Regions from separate parts of the Mus musculus genome. Here region 2 is linked to region 1. The links are chromatin contacts, called in public HiChIP or PLAC-seq maps. All regions are on one chromosome and are shown on one strand. Each heading gives the region's core, a stretch centred on a gene start, on an enhancer-like site or on the middle of the called end of the contact. The rest is flanking DNA. Distances are from core to core; before and after follow the strand shown. Region 1 holds the start of Fuca2 (fucosidase, alpha-L- 2, plasma). Region 2 overlaps Phactr2 (phosphatase and actin regulator 2).

Region 1 (6,947 bases), core at 3,870-6,369:
GGGAAATGCAAATCAAAACAACCCTGAGATTCCACCTCACACCAGTCAGAATGGCTAAGATCAAAAATTCAGGTGACAGCAGATGCTGGCGAGGGTGTGGAGAAAGAGGAACACTCCTCCATTGTTGGTGGGATTGCAAGCTTGTACAACCACTCTGGAAATCAGTCTGGCGGTTCCTCAGAAAATTGGACATAGTACTACCGGAGGATCCAGCAATACCTCTCCTGGGCATATATCCAGAAGATGTCCCAACCGGTAAGAAGGACACATGCTCCACTATGTTCATAGCAGCCTTATTTATAATAGCCAGAAGCTGGAAAGAACCCAGATGCCCCTCAACAGAGGAATGGATACAGGAGAGAGAGAAATGTACACAAAGAGAGAGAGAGAGAGACAAAGAGACAGAAAGACAGAGAGACAGAGAAACACGCATACACATATACATACAGAGTGGGGGCAGGTGTGTGTGCGCTGACGTCAGCTGTCATTTCTTCCACTGCCCACTTCAGAGCAGTTCTGGGAAGTGCTGATACTGGCTGGTGGCTGCCATCCAGATCACAAACACAATTCCAGAATGGATCTTGCAGAGCTTCACTCTAATATCAGTTTCACCCTCAGCCAACTGGTGACATCTCCAAGGATGGTAATGGGCACTGCTTCCTCTTGGCAGCAACAAAAATTATCAAGAACTACCCCTCATCCACCAACCTCCAACCTATCCTGCCCAGTTCCCCTGCCTACCCACAGTTGTCAACAGGTTGTGCTGAGTGACTTATCTGTTGACAGAGGGACAAAGCCCTCACATTTCTTCCATCTGGCATCTCGAGGTGATATCTGCCAAACAAGGTCACATCAGGACTCCTTAGCTGTGTTCCCTACTAATATCCAATGCTCTTGCCCCCCCCCCTCTTTTTTTTAATGAGCATGCATCATACCTGGAGAATCTGATGTTTTCAGATTTTTGTGATCCTCTTTGGCATCTGCAAGGGCGGAGTAGAAGCTTCAATGAACCTTGGTCCTCTGTTCAGTGAGCAGAGGCTCTAAGCACAAAGACTAGCTTGGTAAAGCATTAGCCCTCAAAAGATGAAACGGAGTCTACAGCGGGTGGGCTGCAGTGGAAATTTCTGGATGTGTCACATGATGCAGACTCACATGGTGGTGTTTTGCTGAGGCGAGACCCATGTTTGAAGAGAATATAAATAGGTCTCAACAGACAGTGATGGCACACTTGAATACCTAGCCTTGCAATGGAGGTAAGCAAGATTAAGTCTGGAGTGCTGGAGAGCCCATAGGGTTGTCATCGGTCTCCCTGATCTTCACTTCATTGGAGAGGCGCGGCAGAGAACTTTTTCTGGTGTCCCAGCTGGTTCTGCTCATTCTTGCTGACTCAGGACCACATTCCAAACATATCACAGATTTCATTCTTCTGTCATTTAGCAGACACACACACCCCAACTAGAACCTCTTCCTCTTTTTCATTTCCAATACAATTTGATGTTCCTTATAAACTTAGGCTTCTAGTTCCCAACCTGCTATTTTAGGGCTTCCCTGCATCTTCAAGGGCACTAAGTAAGGGCTGTGATATTTTTAGTATTTCCTATTGAGTATGATTTTAGGATAAGATTGTATGTACTAATTCAATATTTATTTGCATTCATATAAAATTATATAAATGGCCTAATATATCATATATCATGTATATGTGATATAATATATAAGGTATGATATATATGATAGTATATTTATTATATATGATGATATGAAATAAATAATATAAAGGGCATTTTAGGAGCTCAGGTCTGATGGTCAGATTTAACTTGAAATACTACAGTAATTTAAACATGCTAATCACCAGAAGGTAAGATACTTTGTTGCACGGGGTTCACCTGGTATAGCACTGTCACCATAATTGGACCTCACCCAGCATATGACACAAAATTGAAGGGTATTTTGTATTCACTGAACAGACCCTTGCTTAGGGAAAAAATAAGATGCAGGTCTGTTGCTCTGCTCAGCTAAGCCTTTGTGATCAGCAGCCCCTGAAAGATTAGATTGTGTTGGGGATTTAAGACTGGTCTGTCATTAGTTTGAATGAAACTGGGACCAATACAGTGGTAGTTCATGGCTCATCAGAGTTTTTGAACCTAACTGTGATGGTTAACATTGATTTTCAACTTGATAGTATCTAGAGTCACCTAGGAGACAAACCTCAGAGCAGGTCTGTGGGTTGGCCGTCCTCGAGGTGGGTGTCTGAGTTGCTTTTCTATCACCATGATAAACCACTATGGCCAAGGCAGCTTATAAAAGAAAGCATTTAATCTTGGACTCATTATTCCAGAAGACGACTATGCTGGAGAGTTTTATGTCAACTTAAGAGAAACTAAAGTCATCATTCAAGAAAATGTCTCCATAAGATCAGGTCATAGCAGGCAAGACTTCCAGTGGAGGAACTGTGATGCCAACCCAGTCATAAAGCCTTTGACCTACAATTTTTTTTTCCTGCCTACAAGGTGTCCAGGGGTAAAGGTAGTGCAAGAATTGTGGGAGTGGCCAACCAATGACTGGGGTGTCTCATGTCTATCCCTGATACTGCCAGGAGGGCCGGGAACCAGAGGCTGGAGAGCCCAGAGACCTAGGTAGAAAATGATTCCTAATGATTCTCTGCCATACTGAGATTATTGCCTGCGCCAATTATCATCAGATAGGCTTCACCTAGCAACTGATGGAAGCAGATGCAGAGACCCACAGCCAAACTTTAGGTGGACTTGGGGGAATCTTGCTGAAGAGGGGAGAAAGGACTATAGGAGCCAGAGAGTTCAAGGACACCACAAGAAAGCCCACAGAATCAACCAACCTCGGCTCAGAGGGGCTTACAAAGACTGAACCAGCAACCAGGGATCCTGCACAGGACTGACTTCAGATCTTTCCTCCGAAACTTGCTTTTTGGTTATGGTGTTTCATCACATTGACAGTAGCCCCTTCTAAAACAGTGGCCACAGGGGCAGAAAGCAGGACGGGCAGGCAGACAGGCAAGCAGACAGGCAGGCAGGCAGACAGCAATGGAGCCATAGCTAAGAACTTACATCTGACCCATAAGCAGAGAAAGAGAAAGCTAACTAGGAATGGCATGGGCCTTTGAAACCTCAAAGCCCACCCCTCCCCAGTGACACATCTCCTCCAATAAGGTCTCATTTCCTGAGACATCTCAAGCAGTTTCACTGACGGTGGACTAAGCATTCAAACATTTGACCCAATGGGGGCTATTCTTCAAAACACTGCAGTGAGAAACCTGTGGTAATTGTGAGTGGTACCATACAGTAGGTTGAGGTCTGAGAGAAAAATTAAAAGGAGATAATGAACTGAGCATTAATGGCTGTCCACTTGCTGGCTGAGGATACAGTGTTTCCAGGAGCCATGCCCCTGCCACCTCCTTTACTCCCACAACAGACACACTGTGACATTAAGTCAAAGGAAACCTTTCTTTCTGTAAGTTGCTTCTGCCAGGTCTCTTATGGTGGTGCTGGGGTCCTGGTGAGACACATGTGGGGAGACAGTGGCTTCTGTTGCTCCTAGCTGTGCAGAAGAGGGAACCACAAGCAACAGTTACTTAGTGTCACTTCCGTCTTGGTTCATTCAGCAAGGAGAACTGCAGTACACTGACAACTCCAGAAAACACATTGTAAGTGTTGCTCTGTGCCAGGCTCTGCTGCCCTGAAAAGCATGGCACCCAGGAAGAGATTGTAAGTGTTCTTAAGGAACTCACAGTCTAAGGCGATTGGGATCTCTAGCCAGCCAACTCTGAAACCACCTGTGGACTCCTGTGTTAGTGGTTAGGATACGGTGTCCTATGGAGGCACTTGGGAGGAAGTGGGATGTTATTGGGGGAGGGGTGGTTATGGCACAGAGCATCCTGGAGGAGGTGGCATTTGAAATGTACCACAAAAGGATAAGGGTTTTGCCAAAGCGGAAGCAGTAGAGATTCCGGCTTTAGGCCAATGGCATTTAAATAACTTTAGGATACAGTTCCTGAAGATGTAACTTTGATGATTATTCTAAGTGACTGGCTCCTTTTCTTTAAGTCTACCTGAAGGTTCCTCTCTCTCTGTCTCTCTGTCTCTCTCTGTCTCTCTGTCTCTCTCTGTCTCTCTGTCTCTGTCTCCGTCTCTCTCTCTCTCTCTCTCTCTCTCTCTCTCTCTCTCTCTCTCACACACACACACACACAGCTCTAGGACATTTATTACTGAACTACGGCTCCCAGATCGTACTTTCATTCCCTCCCTCCTTTCCTCCCTCCAACCCTCCTTCCTCTCCTTTTTTTCCTTCCTGATTTTTGAGACAGCGTCTCATGTAGCTCTCTATGTAGTCGAAGATGACCTTGAACTCTGATTCTCCTGTTTCTGTTTCCACACTGCTGTGTTGACCACTACTCTGGTTTTATTGCATTCTAGGCAAGCACTCAGCCACCCCAGCAGGTTCCCAAACCCTCCTTCTATACAAACTTCTTAAACATTCATTCAACTAAGATTGCCTTATTTCCTAACGCAGTTTCTCAGAAAAGTTTGTTCCACCAACAACCAAAGTCAGAAATAACAAGAGCCTGAGTAGAAATGTAAAATCTTGGACCCGAACCCAGATTGGCTGAACCCAAACTTTGGGATTTCATCGGCTACAAATTCGAGGATGGCAGAGGCAGACCCAAAGGCTGAGAGCCATGGGAGCTTCCTCAAAAGCCCTGAGCAGCCCACGAAGTTCCTGTCTCAGGCTCCAGTCCCACGGTAGGGCAGACAGCTCTGACACATAAAGCCACCAGGGCCTGGTGGTCGAGGTGACCTCTTGAGAGTTTTCTGTTAGGAGTCCTTGGGGAGGGAGGTCGTGGGTCAAAGACCATCCTTTAGGTTTTTGTCTCACAGCAGACAAACCGGGCGTCTTGGCTAAGTAGATCAGATCTGACTGGGAAACAGAGCCAAGGGCTGTTAAAAATGAGGAGGGTGGGCAAAAACTGACTTCCTTGGTTGTGCACCTGAGTAATGCAACCTTCTTGGGGTCCTTAAGTAACCAGAGCTCATTAAAACTCCTGGCCACTCCCTACTCCAGATCACAGTAGTCATCTGACCAAACCGGTCTGGGTCAGGTGACAGGAGCAGGGTACACTTAGCAGAAGCCGGAAGGCCAGCGCTAGGCAGCTTCTGCGGCTGACAGAGAAGGTTCCCGGCTTCCCTGGTGACTGGCGGTTCCCCCGAGGATCCCAGGCTGGCGCGCATGCGCCTGGGGTTCCTGATGCTTCTGCCGCTGCTGCTGCTGCCGCTCCTGAGGCCTTGGGGGGTCACGAGAGCCCTTAGCTATGACCCCACTTGGGAATCTCTGGACAGACGCCCGCTGCCAGCCTGGTTCGACCAGGCCAAGTTCGGCATCTTTATCCACTGGGGAGTGTTCTCCGTGCCCAGCTTTGGTAGTGAATGGTTCTGGTAAGTGCATACCTTTGCCCAAAGGGCTCGGGCACGGACGCGGGCGCGCGCGCGCGCGGGCGCACACACACACACACACACACACACACACACACACTCACACTGGGCTTTATGTCACCCCAGACAGTGGCAGTCTCTGTCTCTCTCTGTCTCTGTCTGTCTCTGTCTCTGTCTGTCTCTGTCTCTGTCTGTCTCTCTCTCTCTGTCTCTCTCTCTCTGTCTCTCTGTCTCTCTCTCTCTCTCTCTCTCTCTCTCTCTCTCTCACACACACACACACACACACACACACACACACACAAACTCACACCGGAGTTCTTAGGCACTCTGCAGGTGGGCCTCCCTATAGCAGTGGCAATGCCTGCGTGATTGAGGGAGTACCAGTCCCAGAATTTGAAGAATTTTCAAAAGGGCTGGTGAAATTTCTCACTGGTTAAGGGCCCATACTGCTTGTGATTTGTATATGCTCGGCCCAGGGAGTGGCACTATTAGAAAGTGTGGCCGTGTTAGAATAGGTGTGTCACTGTGGGTGTGGGATTTAAGACCCTCATCCTAGCTACCTGGAAGCCAGTATTCTGCTAGCAGCCTTCAGATGAAGATGTAGAGCTCTCAGCTCCTCCTGTACCATGCAATGCTTTCTACCTTGATGATAATGAACAGAACCTCTGAACCTGTAAGCCAGCCCCAATTAAATGTTGTCCTTATAAGAGCTGCCCTGGTCATGATGTCTGTTCACAGCAGTAAGACTCTTAACTAAGACACTGCTCTTGTAGAGGACCTTAGTCTGACTCCTCACACCCGCCCTGGGAGGCTCACAACCATCTGGTCATTCTGGTTCCGGGGGGGGGGGTTCGTGCTCCCAAAGCCCCCCCCTCACATGCACACGCCTACACACACGCACACATGTAATTAAAAAGAAAATCAGAAAATTTACAATAAATGCTTCCTGGTTCAGCTATGACGTGAAGATCCTTGAATGCTAAAGCATCAAAAACCCAAAGCAGAGCAAAGGGGCAATAATAGAGATATATTACCCCACAGTATCTTCATAGTCACATGACGGTAGACAGGCAACACAAACTTGTTCACTCTTTAACTATCGCTAACCTGAAAGCCAGCTTCTCTCTTCACTAGGAGATCCCATTATCTGTCTGATCCACCAGCCAGCATGGGTTGCGGTGAGGGATGTTTCTGAAGTAGGCATGTGACTTTGGGTCTGATAGACGACAAGCTGCTTGCTGCCTGTGAGGGCTTTGAATCTAATCTCAGGCAGGCAAAGGCCGTGCCAACTGTGGGAACTGCCCGGCCCTTGGAAATGTTTCTCCCTATCTACCCAAAATGTTTTCTGTTACTGACTAGGACCGATGCAAGTTATGTTTTAGGTATGTCGTCTTGTCTTGAAATCTTAGCCACTTAAGTTCCACAGTGAGCTAGTGTGTGAAGGCAAAGATGATATCATGACTTAAAGTGGGGAATTTGGAGAAT
Region 2 (6,960 bases), core at 321-2,820, 47 kb before region 1:
AGAGTCCAAGAAATCTGACCTGTTATATAGAGGGGTGGTTGTATTGATTTTTCTACACATAGTTTCTACAAGTGGACAGTTAATGTTTCCCCCAATGTTTTGTTCCTTTCCATTCTCCCCTCTCCAGTTTGACATACAGAATGCAAACTGTTTTCTCTTAGTTTTGGTTTGTCCCTCAATTGTTGTTTTATTATTATTATTATTACTCTCTTAATCTGGCTGCCTTGGCTTTTCGCCTCCAGTTTAGTAGATGTACTGTTCCTGACTGTACGTGGCCTGTGCACCTCAGCTCCCGCCATTAGCTGTTCTCTTTCCTGCCTCATTTCTCATCCCGGACACCAGGAGACAAAAGCCCATATGCGCTTGTGTCTTGAAATCAGTAAGTGGATTTAGAGGAAGAAAATACAGAATGAGCTGGGATTAGATTGTGTTGTAACTGGTACCACAAAATTCTAGTCAGAACTAGAGAATGCTGGGGTTGGGGCATAGCTTGGGTGAAGAAGGACCAGCATTGGAGGAACTGGGTGGAGAGCAACCAAGGGAGTTTGGTGATTTTCTACTGACAGAAATCTACAAGCACATCCCTTCATGAAATCAATTCTTTAAACTCGTGAGTTTCCGTCTTCTTCTCTACGGTTGCTTCACTGCTTCAACAAAATGCTGCAAGCAGAATTACTAAGGGTAAAAGGTTCAATTTCTTATTTTCTCTCATTTTTCTTTTCTTTTTTTTAATTAATGTTCTTAAAAATTAATCGTGGAATATAAACTTGAGAAAACAGGGTGTTTTGTTTGGTTTGTTTTGGTTTGGTTTTTCTTTTAAAGCTAGACGTTAAAGTGTCCTAAAATCTTTTGCATCTGTGACAAGATTATATGTCATGAAAGCATTCTGAGGTGATGATTAGATTTCATCTCTTTGGGGAGGCGGGTGATGGAGGTAGGCGTTGATGTCAACATTGTACCAAAGCAGCAAGACTTGCTCAAGTAGGAAATAGAAGTCTCTCAAATGGTATGGAGACAAGTCTGTCTGACCAAGTCAATTTTGGCCTTACAATGGAGGGGTATATTTTTCCTGTTCTTCCATTAAAGCTCTGAAATTAAAGATAAAAACTGGAATCAAAAAGGGGGGGAACAGATAGTTGTACAAAACAATTATAAACTCTCTCTGTTGGGAGCTATGGAGGGAAAAAGGGACCAGAGATTCCTGGGCATAAGTCTTTAACAGTCAGTTGAACTGGTTGTCTTGAAGCTAATGCTGCTAAGCTTTGAGCAAGGGAGGCAAAGAAACCCCGAAGCAGCTGGTGTTAAAATCCTCCAGTTCGGGCTTCTGAGTAAGCAATGTCTCCAGATCTGCAGGACAGCCAGGATTCCAATGCCAGAACTTTGCTCCCAGCGAGGTGATGCCCTACCTAGCTCGCCCTCAGGAAAAGCTCCTCAATTTCACAGGTGTTCCCAGTAATGTGACCCGACCGAAAAGCTCTGTTTGCTGAGTTAAAATTAAGCTCTGTGGGCTCGTGTTTGGCACGCAGACCAGCAAGGCAGGAAGCCTCCCACACTAGAAAGGAAAGATAAGAGTTATCAAAGCCAGAAGATTTTGTTTTTTTATTGAAGGGCATTTCAAAGCAAAGTATAGACATATATGGCATGTTTGTAGATCCTCTCTGAATGTATATAAATATGTGTGTTCACACATCAAAACTCGTTTCTTTCCTGAATAACAAAACCAACAAAGTGAAAGCAATTGAAAAAAAAGAGAAGTACTTCCAATTCGCAGAGCAGCCAAAGGATTATTTATTACCCTCTAGACATCAAGAGCTAAGAAAGGATGCAAGAGATTCCACTGAAGGACCTCTGATGCCGAGAACACAAACGGCTAACCATCAAATCATTCCTAATGTCCACAGTGATCAGAGAAACGCAAATCAGAAATGTGATTTTTTAAAATTAATTAATTAATTAATTAATTAATTTTGTTTGTTTGTTTGTTTGTTTGTTTGTTTGTTTTTGCCTCCTTCACTGGTGTAACAAAAATCCTTCTCTGGGCTCAACTTCACTTAGGCCTTCTCCTGACCCAATATCCATCAATCAACTTGAACACTGAAGGAGCAGAGATGCCTTATTTGGAACCCGGGAAGTACAGTTCCGGACCCACGGATTAGCCAGCTCGGGAGGAGCACCGGGAAGACACTCTGATTGGTTCTGATCGGGCTTTTCAAGAGAAAGAGAAGCTGAGAGCCAAGAAAGCTTCTCCAGTTGTGCAGGGAGAAAAATGAGAGATGTAGACAGGAGGAGCTGTCCTAGACTGAAACTGTGCATCAGTGGGTCACACTCCCAATGGGTGTAAAGTCACTTGGTGGTGGCAGTTTGCTGGGCTGAAATCTCCAATAAAAAAATGATAATGTGCCCTTCTGGTTGGCCCCAGCACAGGGTCACCTTGGGCACAGAGTTGGCAGACACCCCCAAGGTCCCCAGAGCACTCTCCACAGGATCTTAGACCTCAGGTGAGTGGAACACAACTTCTGCCAGGAGGCAGGTTCCAACGCCAGATATCTGGGCACCTTCCCTGCAAGAGGAGAGCTTCCCTGCAGAGAGTGCTCTGACCAATGAAACTCAGGAGAGAGCTAGTCTCCCAGGTCTGCTGATAGAGACTAACAAAATCACAAGAGGAACAAGTTCTAACCAGAGACAACTATAACAACTGACTCCAGAGATTACCAGATGGCGAAAGGCAAACATAAGAATCTTACTAACAGAAGCCAAGACCACTCACCATAATCAGAATGCAGCACTCCCACCTCACCCAGTCCTGGGCACCCCAACATACCCGAAAAGTTAGACCTGTATTTAAAAGCATATCTCATGATGATGATGATAGAGGACATCAAGAAGGACGTTAATAACTCACTTAAAGAAATACAGGAGAACACTGCTAAAGAGTTACAAGTCCTTAAAGAAAAACACGAAAACACAACCAAACAGGTAGAAGTCCTTAAAGAAAAACAGGAAAACACATCCAAACAGGTGATGGAAATGAACAAAACCATACTAGACCTAAAAAGTGAAGTAGACACAATAAAGAAAACCCAAAACGAGGCAATGCTAGAGATAGAAACCCTAGGAATGAAATCTGGAACCATAGATGCAAGCGTCAGAAACAGAATACAAGAGATGGAAGAGAGAATCTCAGATGCATAAGATTCCATAGAGAACATCAGCACAACAATCAAAGAAAATGCAAAATGCAAAAAGGTCCTAACTCAAAACATCCAGGAAATCCAGGGCACAATGAGAAGACCAAACCTACAGATAATAGGAGTAGATGAGAATGAAGATTTTCAACTTAAAGGGTCAGCAAATATCTTCAACAAAATCATAAAAGAAAACTTCCCAAACTTAAAGAAAGAGATACCCATGAACATACAAGAAGCCTACAGAACTCCAAATAGACTGGACCAGAAAAGAAATTCCTCCCAACACATAATAATCAGAACAACAAATGCACTAAATAAAGGTAGAATACTAAAAGCAGTAAGGGAAAAAGGTCAAGTAACATATAAAGGCAGGCCTATCAGAATTACACCAGACTTTTCACCAGAGACTATGAAAGCCAGAAGAGCCTGGACAGATGTTATACAGACACTAAGAGATCACAAATGCCATCCCAGGCTACTATACCCGGCCAAACTCTCAATTACCATAGATGGAGAAACCAAAGTATTCCACGACAAAACCAAAATCACACATTATTTTTCCACGAATCCAGCCCTTCAAAGGATAATAACAGAAATAAACCAATACAAGGACGGAAACCACGCCCTAGAAAAATACAATAAAGTAATCCTTCAACAAACCAAAAAGAAGACAGCCACAAGAACAGAATGCCAATTCTAACAACTAAAATAAAAGGAAGCAACAATTACTTTTATTTAATATCAATGGACTCAATTCCCCCATAAAAAGACATAGACTAACAGACTGGCTACACAAACAGGACCCAACATTCTGCTGAATACAGGAAACCCATCTCAGGGAAAAAGACAGACACTACCTCAGAGTGAAAGGCTGGAAAACAATTTTCCAAGCAAATGGTCTGAAGAAACAAGCTGGAGTAGCCATTCTAATATCGAATAAAGTCTACTTCCAACCCAAAGTTATCAAAAAAGACAAGGAGGGACTCTTCATACTCATCAAAGGTAAAATCCTCCAAGAGGAACTCTCAATTCTGAATATCTATGCTCCAAATGCAAGGGCAGCCACATTCATTAGAGACACTTTAGTAAAGCTCAAAGCATACATTGCACCTCACACAATAATAGTGAGAGACTTCAACACACCACTTTCATCAATCGACAGATCGTGGAAACAGAAACTAAACAGGGACACAGTGAAACTAACAGAAGTTATGAAACAAATGGATTTAGCAGATATCTACAGAACATTTTATCCTAAAACAAAAGGATATACCTTCTTCTCAGTACCTCATGGTACCTTCTCCAAAATTGACCATATAATTGGTCACAAAACAGGCCTCAACAGATACAAAAATATTGAAATTGTCCCATGCATCCTATCAGATCACCATGGACTAAGGCTGATCTTCAATAACAACATAAATAATGGAAAGCCAACATTCACGTGGAAACTGAACAACATTCTTCTCAATGATACCTTGGTCAAGGAAGGAATAAAGAAAGAAATTAAAGACTTTTTAGAGGTTAATGAAAATGAAGCCACAACATACCCAAACCTATGGGACACAATGAAAGCATTTCTAAGAGGGAAACTCATAGCTCTGAGTGCCTCCAAAAAGAAACTAGAGAGAGCACACATTAGCAGCTTGACAACACACCTAAAAGCTCTAGAAAAAAAGGAAGCAAATTCACCCAAGAAGAGTAGACGGCAGGAAATAATCAAACTCAAGGGTGAAATCAACCAAGTGGAAACAAGAAGAACTATTCAAAGAATCAACCAAATGAGGAGCTGGTTCTTTGAGAAGATCAACAAGATAGATAAACCCTTAGCCAGACTCACTAGAGGGCAAAGGGACAGCATCCTAATTGACAAAATCAGAAATGAAAAGGAAGACATAACAACAGATCCTGAAAAAAAAAAAAACACCATCAGATCCTTCTACAAAAGGCTATATTCAACAAAACTGGAAAACCTGGATGAAATGGACAAATTTCTAGACAGATACCAGGTACCAAAGTTAAATCAGGATCAAGTTAATGATCTAAACAGTCCCATATCCCCTAAAGAAATAGAAGCAGTCATTAATAGTCTCCCAGCCAAAAAAAGCCCAGGACCAGACGGGTTTAGTGCAGAGTTCTATCAGACCTTCAAAGAAGATCTAATTCCAGTTCTGCACAAACTATTCCACAAAATAGAAGCAGAAGGTACTCTACCCAATTCATTCTATGAAGCCACAATAACTCTGATACCTAAACCACAGAAAGATCCAACAAAGATAGAGAACTTCAGACCAATTTCCCTTATGAATATCGATGCAAAAATACTCAATAAAATTCTCGCTAACTGAATCCAAGAACACATTAAAACAATCATCCATCCTGACCAAGTAGGTTTTATTCCAGGGATGCAGGCATGGTTTAATATACGGAAATCCATTAACGTAATCCATTATATAAACAAACTCAAAGACAAAAACCACATGATCATCTCATTAGATGTGGAGAAAGCATTTGACAAAATCCAACACCCATTCATCATAAAAGTCTTGGAAAGATCAGGAATTCAAGGCCCATACCTAAACATGATAAAAGCAATCTACAGCAAACCAGTAGCCAACATCAAAGTAAATGGTGAGAAGCTGGAAGCAATCCCACTAAAATCAGGGACTAGACAATGCTGCCCACTTTCTCCCTACCTATTCAACATTGTACTTGAAGTCCTAGCCAAAGCAATGCGACAACAAAAGGAGATCAAGGGTACAAATTGGAAAGGAAGAAGTCAAAATATCACTTTTTGCAGATGATATGATAGTATATATAAGTGACCCTAAAAATTCCACCAGAGAACTCCTAAACCTGATAAACAGCTTCAGTGAAGTAGCAGGATATAAAATTAACTCAAACAAGTCAATGGCCTTTCTCTACACAAAGAATAAACAGGCTGAGAAAAAAATTAGGGATACAACACCCTTCTCAATAGTCACAAATAATATAAAATACCTTGGCGTGACTCTAACTAAGTGAAAGTTCTGTATGAAAAAAACTTCAAGTCTCTGATGAAAGAAATTAAAGAAGATCTCAGAAGATGGAAAGATCTCCCATGCTCATGGATTGCCAGTATCAACATTGTAAAAATGGCTATCTTGCCAAAAGCAATCTACAGATTCAATGCAATCCCCATCAAAATTCCAACTCAATTCTTCAACGAATTAGAAAGAGCAATCTGCAAATTCACCTGGAATAACAAAAAACCTAGGATAGCAAAATCTCTTCTCAAGGATAAAAGAACCTCTGGTGGAATCACCATGCCTGACCTAAAGCTATACTATAGAGCAATTGTGATAAAAACTACATGGTACTGGTATAGCAACAGACAAGTAGACTAGTGGAATAGAATTGAAGACCCAGAAATGAACCCACCCACCTATGGTCACTTGATCTTTGACAAGGGAGCTAAAACCATCCGGTGGAAAAAAGACAGCATTTTCAACAAATGGTGCTGGCAGAACTGGCAGTTAACATGGGGAAGAATACAAATTGATCCATTCCTATCTCATTGTACCAAGATCAAATCTAAGTGGATCAAGGAACTCCACATAAAACCAGAGACACTGAAACTTATAGAGGAGAAAGGGGGGAAAAGCCTGGAAGATATGGGTACAGGGGGAAAATTCCTGAATAGAACAGCAATGGCTTGTGCTGTAAGATCGAGAATTGGCAAATGGGACCGCATAAAATTGCAAAGCTTCTGTAAGGCAAAGGACACCGTCAA

What was found. HiChIP or PLAC-seq counts read pairs in DNA pulled down with a chosen protein or histone mark.
Region 2: a contact with region 1 is called in an H3K4me3 HiChIP or PLAC-seq map of bone marrow-derived macrophages, with 2.5 times the contacts expected there. The contact joins the enhancer-like site here to the promoter of Fuca2 in region 1. A contact is called at or near these places in 1 of 39 promoter capture datasets (3T3-L1-derived adipocytes), 6 of 484 Hi-C or Micro-C datasets (the N1E-115 cell line, bone marrow-derived macrophages, conventional dendritic cells and 3 more), 5 of 115 datasets of contacts at active chromatin or transcription factors (CD8 T cells, the HPC-7 cell line, bone marrow-derived macrophages and 1 more) and 2 of 9 other capture datasets (adipose tissue and pancreatic islet).

The regions. Positions count from the first base shown.
Region 1 is chr10:13,495,909-13,502,855 of GRCm38.p6, forward strand. It overlaps Fuca2 (fucosidase, alpha-L- 2, plasma), which reads left to right and starts at 5,120. Exons shown (of 7, transcript NM_025799.5): 1 at 5,120-5,465. The coding sequence starts at 5,260.
Region 2 is chr10:13,451,996-13,458,955 of GRCm38.p6, forward strand. The region is part of intron 1 of Phactr2 (phosphatase and actin regulator 2); the gene reads right to left. Among named protein-coding and RNA genes, the nearest start is that of Phactr2, 19 kb to the right of the region's middle. Within about 2 kb of position 1,571, at least 21 of the 459 cell types and tissues checked have an H3K27ac peak or open chromatin away from gene starts, as enhancers often do. A contact at or near this core is called in the HPC-7 cell line and bone marrow-derived macrophages, where this site is marked.